Regions from separate parts of the Mus musculus genome. Here all the other regions are linked to region 3. The links are chromatin contacts, called in public HiCAR-type and promoter capture Hi-C maps. All regions are on one chromosome and are shown on one strand. Each heading gives the region's core, a stretch centred on a gene start, on an enhancer-like site or on the middle of the called end of the contact. The rest is flanking DNA. Distances are from core to core; before and after follow the strand shown.

What was found. Promoter capture Hi-C pulls out the DNA fragments that hold promoters and counts their contacts. HiCAR-type assays count read pairs that join an accessible place to other places.
Region 1: a promoter capture Hi-C map of embryonic stem cells shows a contact between it and region 3, with 19 read pairs. The contact joins the promoter of Caly here to the promoter of Syce1 in region 3. A contact is called at or near these places in 1 of 39 promoter capture datasets (embryonic stem cells), 9 of 484 Hi-C or Micro-C datasets (bone marrow-derived macrophages, embryonic stem cells and liver), 10 of 115 datasets of contacts at active chromatin or transcription factors (SST interneurons, bone marrow-derived macrophages, craniofacial prominence and 6 more) and 2 of 9 other capture datasets (liver and macrophages).
Region 2: a promoter capture Hi-C map of embryonic stem cells shows a contact between it and region 3, with 5 times the contacts expected there. The contact joins the promoter of Cd163l1 here to the promoter of Syce1 in region 3. A contact is called at or near these places in 10 of 39 promoter capture datasets (the C10 cell line, cranial neural crest, embryonic stem cells and 6 more), 4 of 484 Hi-C or Micro-C datasets (bone marrow-derived macrophages, embryonic stem cells and nephron progenitors), 2 of 115 datasets of contacts at active chromatin or transcription factors (both in embryonic stem cells) and 1 of 9 other capture datasets (embryonic stem cells).
Region 4: a contact with region 3 is called in a promoter capture Hi-C map of embryonic stem cells, with 3 times the contacts expected there. The contact joins the promoter of Adgra1 here to the promoter of Syce1 in region 3.
Region 5: a HiCAR-type map of embryonic stem cells shows a contact between it and region 3, with 6 times the contacts expected there. The contact joins the promoter of Mtg1 here to the promoter of Syce1 in region 3. A contact is called at or near these places in 2 of 39 promoter capture datasets (cranial neural crest and embryonic stem cells), 2 of 484 Hi-C or Micro-C datasets (bone marrow-derived macrophages and embryonic stem cells), 8 of 115 datasets of contacts at active chromatin or transcription factors (the SCID.adh cell line, astrocytes, embryonic stem cells and 3 more) and 1 of 9 other capture datasets (adipose tissue).

The regions. Positions count from the first base shown.
Region 1 is chr7:140,081,159-140,083,858 of GRCm38.p6, forward strand. It overlaps Caly (calcyon neuron-specific vesicular protein), which reads right to left and starts at 1,390. Exons shown (of 5, transcript NM_001190385.1): 1 at 1,304-1,390.
Region 2 is chr7:140,216,932-140,219,631 of GRCm38.p6, forward strand. Cd163l1 (CD163 molecule-like 1) reads left to right here and starts at 1,336. Exons shown (of 14, transcript NM_172909.4): 1 at 1,336-1,697. The coding sequence starts at 1,634.
Region 3 is chr7:140,786,453-140,789,152 of GRCm38.p6, forward strand. It overlaps Syce1 (synaptonemal complex central element protein 1), which reads right to left and starts at 1,402. Exons shown (of 13, transcript NM_001143765.1): 1 at 1,284-1,402. The coding sequence starts at 1,362.
Region 4 is chr7:139,832,773-139,835,472 of GRCm38.p6, forward strand. It overlaps Adgra1 (adhesion G protein-coupled receptor A1), which reads left to right and starts at 1,402. Exons shown (of 8, transcript NM_177469.3): 1 at 1,402-1,755; 2 at 2,431-2,625.
Region 5 is chr7:140,136,219-140,138,918 of GRCm38.p6, forward strand. Mtg1 (mitochondrial ribosome-associated GTPase 1) reads left to right here and starts at 1,346. Exons shown (of 11, transcript NM_199301.2): 1 at 1,346-1,555; 2 at 2,101-2,165. The coding sequence starts at 1,447.

The DNA of each region.
Region 1 (2,700 bases), core at 140-2,639, 710 kb before region 3:
GGGAAGACTTCCTAACATCATCCACGGGTCCTCCCCTCTATCCCACTCTGTCATTTGGTCTCCCGAGAGTTTGTTTTTCATTTTCAGCGCTCTCCGGGGGTGGTGGGGCGGGTATCTCTGATCACGGTCTATGCACCAACAAGACGCTGACGGACAAATATTGGAGGATGCGAATTTTTATTTGAAAACCCATAAAAGCTGGGTTAGAGGTCACAGACTCACGTTCACACGGACCCTTTCATGCTGCGTCACACAGAAGTGCACATTGGTGGGGGCTCGTGCTCTCCTCTTACGACGCTGCCGCAGTGCCCACCCTGGTCTGCTTGCACCCAAGCCTTTTAGGTCATAGATGTTTGCCTCCAGTTTGAACGGCTGTTGTTCTGTGGGGCCCAAGCAAAGAGGGACAGAGAGGAGGGGCACAGCTGCTTGTGGCTCCCGACACTCACCAGCCACCTGTGGCCCAGCATCTAGAGCCAAGCCCCGCGGCAGGTGGTTTGAGACAAATGGCTATCATACCTCCTACCATCCTTTAACCTTCACTCAGCGACCCCCATCAGGCCCTAACGCTCAATGTTCTGGGCAACACCCCTTCTGCTAATCCCTTTCTCTCCATCGAGCTGTTTCCTTTTTTAACACCCAGCACCCAGCAGTCAGACCCGAACAGGAGCTGACGGTTTTGCCCCTGGGCCACCTTGGAGATGCACAGCTCCCACTGGCTCTCCCAGACCTGCAGAGGTGGAGCCAGCCCACAAGGAGGGGGTCTGCAGTCACCATGAACTGGGCGAGATGAGGTCCAGCTGTCCCGCCGCCCCTGCTACCCTACTATGCCCAGGATAAGGATTTGCAGCTTCATATGGGGTTTGTGCAGGCTGAGCAGCCATAATTCTTCCTAATGTCCAGGCTGCCACTGGCCTGTAGGGGTTTCTCGACATACCTTGAGGTCTAGGGACCTTTCCATCCACCTCAAGCCAGCAGAGCTGCTGCCCCCAACTGTCCCGAGAGGTCTAATGACCACCCTCCACCGGAGCCAGCGGGGCCAACCTGACTTCTAGTGGAGACCACAGGAAGGAGATGGCTGTGCTCCACCGCTCTGGCAGACATCGGATCAGTCAAATCACTCCCACATAGACTCTCAACCCCTACACCCATATCTTTGCACGTACATCCCACAGACGCACAGTCACACACTCTTGCACCCGCCCCCTTCCTCGCACCTCTCACATCCCTGCACCCTTGCACACCCACGCACACATGCTGGCCCCCTCGTCCCCATTCCAAAAGGAGAAACGTGGAAATGGCTCACAGGCAGTTGCTGCAGGACGCAGTCGCGGGAGGACAGGGATGCAGTGTAGATGCGGAGGATGCAGTTCCAGGCGCTTCACCACCAGGCGGGGCGGGCTAGGGGCTGAAGCCTGAGAGCGAGGCTGTGGTTGCCATGGAGATGCAGGCTGGAGGAGGGACCACTGTGGCTCAGGTGGCCTCACACCCCCTCCCACGGCAGATCTCTGCACTGTCTCTTATCACACTCACACACCTGACACAAGCACTTCACACACCCACGAAATACATTTCACATACTTGATACACACTTCACCCTCCCATACGCACATATTGCTTGCTTTCTTTCTTTCTTTCTTCCTTCCTTCCTTTCTTTCTTTCTTCCTTCCTTCCTTCCTTCCTTCCTTCCTTTCTTTCTTTCTTTCTTTCTTTCTTTTTTTTTGTTGTTGATTTTTGTTTATTTGTTTGTTTTTTGTTTTTCAAGACAGGGTTTCTCTGTGTAGCCCTGGCTGTCCTGGAACTCATTCTGTAGACCAGGCCTCAAACTCAGAAATCCACCGCCTCTGCCTCCCAAGTGCTGGGATTAAAGACGTGCGCCACCACTGCCCGGCTACATATTGCTAAGACACACTTCATACACAATTTACACCCCTGACACACACAGCATGCAAAGGCATACATCACACCAGTTCTCACATCTCATGTCACTTCACTGCAGGGGGGCAACCAGGAGACCAGAGGAGCCCTGGCTGCTCCTCCAGCTGGGATTCCAGGGGTTAAGGGAGAGCCTGTTCCTTCCCCTGAGATCTCACAATAGAAGCTGGGGTCAGGACAGCTGTGGTTGGCCTCTGACCTAGAGGGCGCTCCTCTAGACGCCTTTCCATGTCTGAATTTCTGGGCTGGAAGCTTTCCTAGGACTGGCCTTGTCTTGCTTGGTCACTGGTGCCTGAATAATGGTAATATGCAGAAGGCACTGGACAGATGTTTAGTTGATAGTATGCCTCGCTTCACACAGGGCATCTCTAGTGGCCGTGCTTCTCCTGGTCTTCCGCTCGAGGCAGCAGTACTCTCTGTTCACAGTTCTGTCTTGCTGTTGACTGGAATCCGCCTTAAAAAAGATTTATTTATTTATTTTATGTATATGAGTACACTGTAGCTGTACTGATGGTTGTGAGCCATCATGTGGTTGCTGGGAATTTGAATTCAGGACCTCTGCTCACTCTGGTGGAGCCCACTCAATCCAGCCTAAAGATTTATTTATTATTATACAAAAGTAAACTGTAGCTGTCTTCAGACACACCAGAAGAGGGCATCAGATCTTATTACGGATGGTTGTGAGTCACCATGTATTTGAACTCAGGACCTTCAGAAGAACAGTCAAGTGCTCTTAACCGCTGAGCCATCTCTCCAGCCCTGACTGGA
Region 2 (2,700 bases), core at 86-2,585, 570 kb before region 3:
TGAACTTTCTTTCCCCATACATAAAGTGTGACAAGCAGAACGTGCAGCCTTCTCGTCTACTGTGCTTCCTTTCCTGTTAAGAGAGCTTTCTCCTGCAAGGGCAGGGCTGCCGGTCTTTTCATTTGAGATTCTTTACTTCCCTTCATCCAGGAGGGCACTTGTTATCAAGTTCAGGATTTGAGTTGGCTGATGGCTGTTCCACTTTCTATGGGCTTCTGTGTCAGATGAGATTCTCTGTCACTCAGTGGTTCTCAACAGCAGTGGTTCTCTACATGTGAATTGCCACCTCTTTGAAGGTTGAACGGCCTTTTCACAGGGGTCATATATCAAATATCCTGAACATCAGACATTTATGTCATAACTCATAGCAGTATAAAACTTACAGTTATGAATTAGCAATGAAATGGTTTTATGGTTGGGGGTCGACACAATATGAGAGACTGTATTGAAGGGTTGCAGCATTAGGAAGGTTGAGAACCATTGGCAACAACTCTTTATGTGTAGCTGTTTTCAGTGAGGTTTCCCCAGAGTTTTAAACATTAGAACTTGAGGATTCCATTGAGGATTTGTTTATTAAATCTGTAAGCCTGTGTCTTTCACATATTTGGGGAGTTTTCAGCCAGTATCCCCTTCTTGTGTCTGCAGACCCACAGTCTATCCTTTCCCAGTATCCCCTTCATTGCGTCTGCAGACCAAAATGTCCGAGTAGAATTCCTGGGCACCTTTTGTTTAGCTTTTGGAAGAGCTGATTTCATAGGACGAGTGGTCCTGAGAAACCTTTACAGTATTTTCCACAACTTTGCACTATGTCCCATACCCATAAAGACGAGAGTCCGGATTTCACCACATCTTCACGTTGGTCCTATGGTTATATGAGTTTTTCGCTGAGACTTTCTGTTTGTTTCCATTTGTTTCGAAAGAATTGGCAATTGCAGAAGCATTTTCAAGGAGTCTGTTTTCAGGTCCTCACAGATGGTCATAACATTTATCCTTGCCTTGTGAGTTTCCTGGTTTTTCACAGGATGGGTGGTTCTCTGCAGATCTCAGACATTTTGGTTTTGTGTTATGAGACTCCTTGATTCCTTCTTCTGAGTAGGTGAGTCTCTGGTAGGCTTGGCGTGCTGTGCTGCCCTTTCTCTGGACTCTCTATTTCAGTGACTTCATTCTTTCCAGAGCTCTTACACAGTTATCTGGTCTGCCTCATTCTCCTGTTCCAATTGGAACTCTACAAATCTCCAAGGATGCCACCTATGCTGCACGAAATGCTTCTCTTGGGTACACTGTCTGTGCTGGTGATAGGTTCTGGGTGGGGTACATAGATATAGCCCTCACTCCACTCTGTGAAAGACAGGCCACCTGTCTGGTGGCAGGGTCTGGGTGAGGCTCTCCTTCAGTGGTTATCAGTATGGGAGGAAACCACCCCAGCCTCTTGTTCATGTCTGGTGGTGCTCAGGACCAGCAAGGACATTGACTGCTCTGCCACAGACGGAGACGTAGAGCTGCTGATGTGCCGTGGAGAGGCTCTTACTGTATGCATCGGACACAGGCTAATGGTTCTCTTACATCTATAAAATTGGCTCTGGGACGAGATCTCCTTTATCGCTGCAGCTGAGGCTCTGGACTTCGTGCGGCCATGAGGACAACGCTCTGGCCTCTGAGTTTAGGGTCTCTTCTCACTCTCGGGGCAGCTCTCACTGGTAAGTTTTTCTGCTTTGCATATTTATACACATAACATGGAGGAAGCAGTAGACCTTGGGTGTCCAGGTCCAGGGGCATGAGACTCTCTAGCTATAACCAGCTGTCTCACTCAGCTTGAGGAAGCTTGGACTTCCCAGGGCCAGGCTGTGACATACAAAGGTCTTGACACTTGAGGGTCCTCCTGTAATATCAAAAGTGTAGGTCCAGCCCAAGCACAGATGAGTACAGAGCCCAGATGCAGGGCTAAGTCTAAGCCTGGTCATGGGGAGTGCAACAGTGTTTCTGGTCCCTGGGACCTAGATGAACACCAAATGCCATAGATCTATAGGTCCTTCTTTGTCCAATGTCAACTCTGGCTGTGTTGGGGCCATAGGATAGTGGGAGAGCTTGATAATTGAGCAATATTGAGTGTTACAGAGCTTCCACTCACTCTAGGGTAGAGAATATGGAAGGGCTGACTTCTATATGGAAGGGAAGGCATGGGAGGTAGCAGTAAGTTCAGGCTGTGTGTATGTGTGTGTGTGTGTGTGTGTGTGTGTGTGTGTGTGTGTGAGAGAGAGAGAGAGAGACAGAGAGAGAGAGAGAGAGAGAGAGGGAGGGAGGGAGGGAGGGAGAGAGAGAGAGAGAGAGAGAGAGAGAGAGAGAGAGAGAGAGAGAGAGAGAGAGAGAGAGAGAGAGAGAAGGGGGGGAGAAAAGAGCACTTAAAGACATGGCAAGGCTTGTAGCAGGGGAGGAAAGCAGATTGTGGGTCCTTGAAGCCTACTGAGAAAAACCTTTCACTCCGTGGTTGTCCAGGTGCCCAGAAAGGAGGTGACCATGGTGCTGAACTGAAGTCACCCAGTAGTAATGGGGACAGCTGCAGAGAGTGAGACAAGCTGGGACTTGTGAAGACAGTTGTGCATAGGGTTGCAGGTCCTAATGACATGCCTTTATGTAAGAGGCAAGGCCAGAGTACACTACTACTTCCAAGGAGGAGCAGGGCAAGGAGGATGAGGAAGCTTG
Region 3 (2,700 bases), core at 152-2,651:
CTTACATCTGAGAGGCCCTACCAGTAGCTGACTAAAACTGACACAAATACTTACACCCAACCATTGGACTGAAGTCGGGGACCCCTATGGTTGATTTAGAAGAACTGAAGAAGCTGAAGTGGAGGGCAACCCTATAGGAAGACCAGTAGTCTCATCTCACCCAGATCCTAGGGAGCTCCCAGAGACTGAGCCACCAATCAGGTAGCATAGAGAGCCTGGTCTGAGGCCCTTAGCACATACATAGCAAAAGAGGTCCAGGTCTGGCCTCAGTGGGAGAAGATGTGCCTAATCCTTGAGAGACTTGAGACCCCAGGGAGAAGGGAGCCCTGGTGGAGGGGAGCATCCTCTCAGAGATTTCAATATATTACATATATTTAAACGTAATATGTAAAATGTAATTTAACATATTACATTTAAATATGTGAATACTTAAAAAAAAATAGCTCTCAGCTCCAGCACTATGGCCTAATGGCCTGCCTGCTACCATGATTCATGCCATGATACAAATGTACTGACCCTGTAGAAACTGAAACCAAGCCCCCAGTAAAATGCTTTTACAAAATAATAATAATAATAATAAAAAGAAATAGATTTTTAAAAGCAACTAGATACTTTATGTGATTGGGGAATTGGTGCTGTTGTATAGCTGTAGAAACTGTTATTTTTCTGGAGTACTTGTCCTCTAGACACATATGGGCCATTTATGGGGTTGTCTGGTCTGTCTGGGGTGGTCGGTCATAAAACAGAGGACTGAGTGATGGGGATGGGGGAGGGCTGACAAACCATCCTAACCATCAAAGCTGGGCAGGAGAATCACAGCGTACGCCCACCTTGCTCTACGCTTTTGTATAAACTTAAATTTATCACAATAAAAATATCGTTCTACCGCCCCATACACAGAAAGGTGCAGAAAAGTTCTGAGAACCGAGGTTTTGTTCGGACGCGGTCCCAGCACCCCCTTGGCAGAGGCGCTAAGATGGCATCAAGTTCTGGACGGCAAAAGGGCGACTGCAGCTCGGTAGGGTCACAGGACTTCAGGCCTGGTGCCACAGGCCCTGGTGCGGGCCCGCCCGTTCTGAAGGTGACAGGTGTGTGACCTACAACAACCCCACACTAGGCCTGGCATCACAGGGAGACAGCAAGCTGGCTTCTCCTCAGTCAGGATCCCAGTCAGCCCTCTCCCGGGGTTCGCGTCCGCCCGCGTGATCTCCTCAGACCTCGACAGGCAGCCCGCTCACCCCCGCCAGCTCACCATGCCAACCCAGGCACCCTTCAGCCACTACCTCTGGCCCCCTCAGGCCCGTGGAGCAGGTCTGCTGAGCCCTCGGGCTCCATACCCAACGGCTGCGGTCTGGTGGCCATACTGCTCCACTTCCTCAGCTGCCGCAGCAGCTTCCAGGCTGTTAGACACTGCACCTGCGCAGTACGCTGCGCGGGGAAACACGAGAGGACCGCGTGGCTAGCTGCTGCGCATGCGCAAGGGTAAAGCCATGCCCCCACCACCACTACCACCAAATACAAGTCCGATTTAAACGTGATAGTCGGAGTGAAGACTTCCAAGCAGTGTTTGGCCAGTTTCAGAGGCAAGTGCATGAACAAGCATAAAGGCCTCACCCTCTACAAAGGTTAGGTCGTCAAAGTTAGAGTTAGGGTTAGAATGTGGAAATTTTCTGCCCTCAGACAGAACGGTGATCCTGAGCGGACCCATGATGCCTGCTGAAAGAACCCCAAGGACCTTCCGTGAACATGCTAAACAGCCCAGTTCCCAGTTGCCAAGAGACCGTTCACCACTACTTCAAAAAAGCCTGTGGGTGTCTCCAATCATGCTATGCCTAAGCCGTCTTGCCAAAACAGTCCAGGTCTGAGCATTTCTGGCACATTCTACACAGTCCTGGGAGGTCTCACCTTGCTCATCTATGACACGGGTACAGAATTTCTTATACCACAATACTCCAGCAGTTTATTAAGTGGCCATAGGGAAATAAATAGTATGATATATTAAGAATTATGCATTGTTTTCTTGAGGATCAAGACTAAAATACTATGTGTAATAAATATTAAAATTATATATATGTATGTATATATATATATATATATATATATATATATATATAAAGAATTCTGCATTCTGCTTCATTGAAGACCAAGAATAAAATTATATATGTGTGTGTGTGTGTGTGTGTGTGTGTGTGTATGTGTGTGTGTGTGTGTGTGTGTGTGTATGTATGTATATATGAACTTTTCTAAAATAGACTATACCCTGGAACACAAAATAAATATTTACAAATTCAGAAGGAATGAAATCACTCCTTGTGATTTGATTATTTGATATATTGACAGGATTAACAGAGCACAATCATATACATACATATATATGTGAAGGTGATTGTTTATATATATAATTTTTCATGATTATAAATGTGAGAATGTAATAGTTACGTGTCTGTATATTTTAAAGGGCAGCAAATAGACACACACTCCTTTCCTACTTATGATCGTTAATCTTCATTATCAACTTGATTGGTTTAAGAATTACCATGGACCACCAAACCCAGACACTATTGCATATGCCAACAAGATTTTGCTGACAGGACCCTGACATACCTGTCCCCTGTGAGCTTATGCCAGTGCCTGGCAAATACAGAAGTGGATGCTCACAGTCATTCATTGGACAGAGCACAGGGTCCCCAGTGAAGGAGC
Region 4 (2,700 bases), core at 152-2,651, 950 kb before region 3:
AGGCCTTGGGCTCTGTTTTTGGAAACTTCAGCTACACAATACAAGGAGATAGACTCCTTCTGGCCACTCCAGGAAGAAGCTGAGAATCATCACTCACGCAGTACATAGAGTCCAGGGGCCAGTAGCCAGGCCTCTTCTGCCTCTCCTGAGGGCCTGGACCACCTGTGACAGACCTGGAGCCCTGAGCAGAAGACCAGTGTCAGAGCCTACTCTGATTCAGAGCCACCTCCCCCTACATACTTCCTGCTCTCCTTTCTGCCCCGTTCCCTATCCACCCGACTAAGACTATCATCCAGGATCCATCAGGGACTTTGGCTGGCCTCCAGTTCCTGGAGAAGAGACTCTGAGAGTTCAGAACACATGGAGGCCTCCATCACTCATAGGGTGCTGAGCAGACAGAATTCCTCAGGGTCAAGTCCCTTATCTGAAGTTCGGGGCTCAGTGTTCCCACTGAGGACTGGGACAGGAGAGTTGACCACACCCCACCCAGAGGTTACACACCACAGGATTTCTAAAACAAAAATCACAATGTCCCTGGGTCTAATTCTATCTTTATGATCCTTTAACTACCTCCCCTGCCCCAGGAACTCTAGCTTCCAATCCTTTAAACTCCAGAGTAGCAAGAACCTAGGGGCCTCCTAGAGTAGACACTAGCTTTAACAGCACCTGAAGAGCAAAGTTGCTAGGTGGGATGGAGGTGCTACAAGAAAAGGAGCCAGGTGGAGAGGGAAGGGAATGGTCCCCAAACAGGTGTCTCCTAATCACAATGTCATGCCAACATCTGCCAAGGGGATAAACTTTGTGAAAAAGCTTGACCTGATCCAACTCTCCCCTCAGGCAACCAGTCTGGGCCAAGCCATCCCACAGCAGATGAGCTGGACTCTGACTCACGCCTCTGTACACTTTCCTTCTCAACACTCAGTCCTTTGGCCCAGGCTTGGAGAAGGGTTCAACACTGGGGTTAGGGAAGACACTTTCTGCCCCGCCAGGCCATGTCCACAGACAGGAGCAGCCCTGCTGACTCATGCTCACACAGTCTTCACCTCAGTTTCGGAAAATTTGGATTTGAACAGTATTTTAATACATGGATTGTGAAGATTCTTCCAAAATCAATTTCCGTTTTCACCTTCCTGTTCCTGCAGCCCTCGAGAGACAGGGATCTCTTTTTAAAATGAAATAACATCATCCTGTCCTCCTTTTGGGGAAAATGCTTTAATGTGAGTTGTCTGAATCGGTTGGAAGCAAGCAGCAAACCCTGGTCGGTTGTCTCTTTAAATCGACTCTGCAGTGTGACGGGCAGCCGGCCGCCGGGCTGGGAAGAACCATTCCCGCTCTGCCGCAGGGAGCCAGGGCACGGCGCTGCCGCGGTCCGCGCCTCCCCCAGTCCCCATGGTTACAGCTCCTGCTTCCCGGCCGGTCCTTCATTCCCCTGGCTGTTGCTGCAGAAATCCGGCGCGCAGGCGGCTGGCGTCCCCCAACCCAGAGCTGGAAACTGCCTGCAGAGAGCGCATTGGATGCCTGCTCTTCTCGGCTCTGACTCACTCCCTCCGGGTGCAGAGCTCCGTCCCCAGCGCAGTGCTCTGGCCACAGCCAGTCGCCAGGCTGCAGCCCTGCAATCTGTTGATAACTCCACTTATAAGCTCCAATCTCATGCCTTTCGTCATAGAAAGCTGTTCCCTAGCACGAGGGACATGCCACATCTCGCCTGTGAGAAGCAGGAGACCTGTGCCTCTTCGGCTGCCTTTACCAAAATAGGTGAGAAGTTGGGTGGCTTTCTCCTGATGTCTGAGAAGGGAAGGGGAGGGGTAGGGCTTGTGCCCAAGCTACTGGCCGGCCACAGTGTCCACTCATGAGGGCCATTTCTGGAGCAGAAACGCTGTGAGAGATTCGGCCACTCTTGCTGTTGGGAAGGTGGATTCTGAATAACTTTGGGTAAGTCTAGAGCTTGGAGCCTTAGCAAGACCACATAGTTCCAGCCAAGCAAGAATGTCCATGCGGGAGACGCCAGCCCTCAAGATCTAGCTACATCAGGCGGCAGCAGCAGCTTCTGCCTGCCAGGTCTTCCTGGGCACTGAGAGATTTACTCAGGTTTATTTGACTCTCTTGATTTCAATTGATAATGCTGGTCTGGCTTGTGCAGCCCGAAATAACCAAGTTACGGTCTTATGTTGGGATGGCGAGCAGAGACTACTTAAGGGATGCTTTCCGGCTGCCAGGAGCCAGGTTTCCTCCCAAGTCCCAAAGCCCAGGTTGTTACCACCTCTCTGGGTGCCTCAGATGAAGCCTGAGCTAAGGACTCCAACAGGCTGGCCAGGTTCATAGGAGCCAGAAAGGGGCAAACTTGGGAAGGGACTGAGTGCCCCCTGAGTATACCTGGGTATTGACCAGTATCAGGCTCCCTTGCACTCTGACCATGCATTGTCTTTGCAGGTGGGTCAGCCTGCAGATCCCCATTCATCTTGACACAGTCACTCTGAGGTAGCCTTCCCAGGAGCTCGACCGTGACTGTGTGGGACTTGACCTTCCAGATGGCCATGGAGGCTAGAGGGGAGAAGGGTGCAACATAGTGGTCGGTGCCAGCAACCCCATCAGTGCGCTTGCCTCCCTAACTCTGCAGGGCTCATGGTGAGTACACAGCCCAAGGGGCCTAAAGCTTTGACCAAAACCCTGCCGTTCACATCAGATCAGGGGCTACCATCT
Region 5 (2,700 bases), core at 96-2,595, 650 kb before region 3:
CACACTTGAAAATGGAGGCATTACAGGTGTGTGTGTGTGTGTGTGTGTGTGTGTGTGTGTGTAACACTTGAAAGTTCTAAGGCAGGCCCGGGAACTGATAGGGGACAACTCAATTTCCTTACATTGATTTATATGAGTATACGAGGGAGAAAGACGACTTTTTTTAGACTGCCTCATGAAGCTCAGGCTGACCCTGAGTTCCTGACCCTCTTGCCTCAAATCTCTCATATGCTAGGATTACTGGTGTGTGCTGTCACACCTGCCTGAGTTTTGGTAGCGTAGGCTACAAAGTGAGATATTGTCTCAAAAGGAAGAAAAATGTGCCTAGATTTTAAGTTTAAATTTCTAGGCCAATTTCCCACCATGGAGAAGCCACATCTTCATTGCCAGCAGCCCAATTTCTTCTGGCTTCCCTATGAAACCCTAGAATCTTGGGCATGCTAGGCCAGGCCAGCTTGTTATCCTCCATGCTATATATCCTCAAACCTGAAAGATTTGGAATATAGTGAAAAATCTCCAGATTGGGACTGGAGAGATGGCTTGGAGGTTAAGAATGATTGCTGCTATTGCACAGGACTGAAGTTCAATTCTCAGCACCCAGTCAAACAACTCAAAAGCCCCTGTAATTCCAGGTCCAGAGGATCCACTGGCTTCTGGGCGTATCCGCTAACACATGGCATACACAGACACTTCAAATAAAAATATAAAGGGCCCCCAATGGAGGAGCTAGAGAAAGCACCCAAGGAACTAAAGGGAACTGCAACCCTATAGGTGGAACAACAATATGAACTAACTAGTACCCCGGAGCTCTTGTCTCTAGCTGCATATGTATCAAAAGATGGCCCAGTAGGCCATCACTGGAAAGAGAGGCCCATTAGACTTGCAAACTTTATATGCCCCAGTACAGGGGAACGCCAGGGCAAAAAAAGGGGAGTGGGAAGGTGGGTATGGGGAACTTTTGGGATAGCATTGGAAATGTAAATGAGGAAAATACCTATTAAAAATGAGAAAAAATATAAATAAATGAAATTGAGTCTTTTTGTTGTTGTTTTTCTCTGTCTTACCATGTAGCACTGGCTCTGGAATCCACCAGGCTGGTCTCAAGCACACTGAGAGCCACTTACTGGCCTCTGCCTCTGGTGCTGGGGATAAAAAGTGTGCGCAACCACAACATAAGAGCAAATATAATATTTTATATATATATATCGTCTTTCCAAAAGAAAAAAAAGGAGACTATCTTCAAATCCCTGAAAAGAACCTCACATAAGCTCAGGAATCCTGAGAATGGAGCACTACCGGGCCAACCCCGTGCCCCTGCTTATCCCAGAGTGCTCGAGTCAGGCGCATGCGCAGTCGCGCACGGAACCCAGGCGCGCCGGAACCCTGTGAGCAGATCCAGGCCCTGGCGGAGGCGGTCCGACTGCGAACTCTTCCGACACCAGTGACATGAGGCTGTGGCCGCAGGCATGGGGTGCCGTCCGGGGCGCTTGGCGCGAGTGCTTCCCTCTGCAAGGTCACGATGTAGCACGCTGGTTCCCCGGCCACATGGCCAAGGGTGAGGCCAGCATGGGCTGCAGGCGGCACGGGCGCCGGTCCTGGCGGTTCCTTGGTTCGCCTTCCTGGCATCGGGTTGGAGAGCTGTTTTGTGCTTGATACTTTTGAGACGCACTGAGTGGTCCCTTTAAGTCACATGCAAGCTGATGTCTGAGTTTATAGGTCACAACTTGGCCCCAGGCAGCTGTAGACGTAGTGCGGTCCTAGGCTGCTGTTTGCTGTGGTCTTGGCTGCCGCAGCCATGCGAGATTATAGTGTGTGGCAGAAAAGGCGCCGGGAGTGTGAGTGGACAGGTGGCAGTTGCGGTGCGGAGCCTCAGTGTTTCTGTGCAGTGAGGGTATTAAGTCCGCACAGTATCAGGAACTTCCTGATTAAGACCATCTTGTGTGAAATGTACCTTCCAGAACCATCGGGGCACCGTGGAACGTGGCTCAGAATGCTGCCTCCTTTAACCCTGTGTGCACTGATGGTTCTCAGATGTATTCCCCTAGGAGAACTTAAACTTGCCCCCTTTGGCTGTTTCCTTAGTGCCCCTCTATTTTCTAGGACTAAAGAAGATGCAGAGCAGTCTGAAGTCGGTGGATTGTGTTATCGAGGTTCATGACGCCAGGATATCCTTTTACGCTGTAGAGGGGAGCACCTCTGCTCGACTGTAAAGGCAGCAGCAGGATGCTTTCCTGGTTCCTCTCCATCTCCTTCAGACAGTTTAGTCTGCTCTGCCTCTGGTCCATCATTATGTCTACAGCTGCGACAGCTTCTTTTGTAATTACTGGGACATAAAGCAGTGTTTTCCAATTCTCATTACACATTAGAGTTCCCGGGAGGCTTTTACATCAATAGCTAGGGCCCTTTTAGATCAGAATCTCCCTCGTGGGGTCTAGGCTGGTGTTTTTATTTTTAGGCTCCCATCTGATATCTCTCCCCCCCCCCCCCCCCCAGACAGGGTTTCTCTTTATAGCCCTGGCTGTCCTGGAACTCACTCTGTAGACCAGGCTGACCTTGAACTCAGAAATCCGCCTGCCTCTGCCTCCCAAGTGCTGGGATTAAAGGCGTGTGCCACTACGCCCGGCCCATCTGATATCTTATTTGTCTCAGCCTCTTGTTTACTTTGATATTTTTAGGGGTAAATTATGAAACCGGAGATGA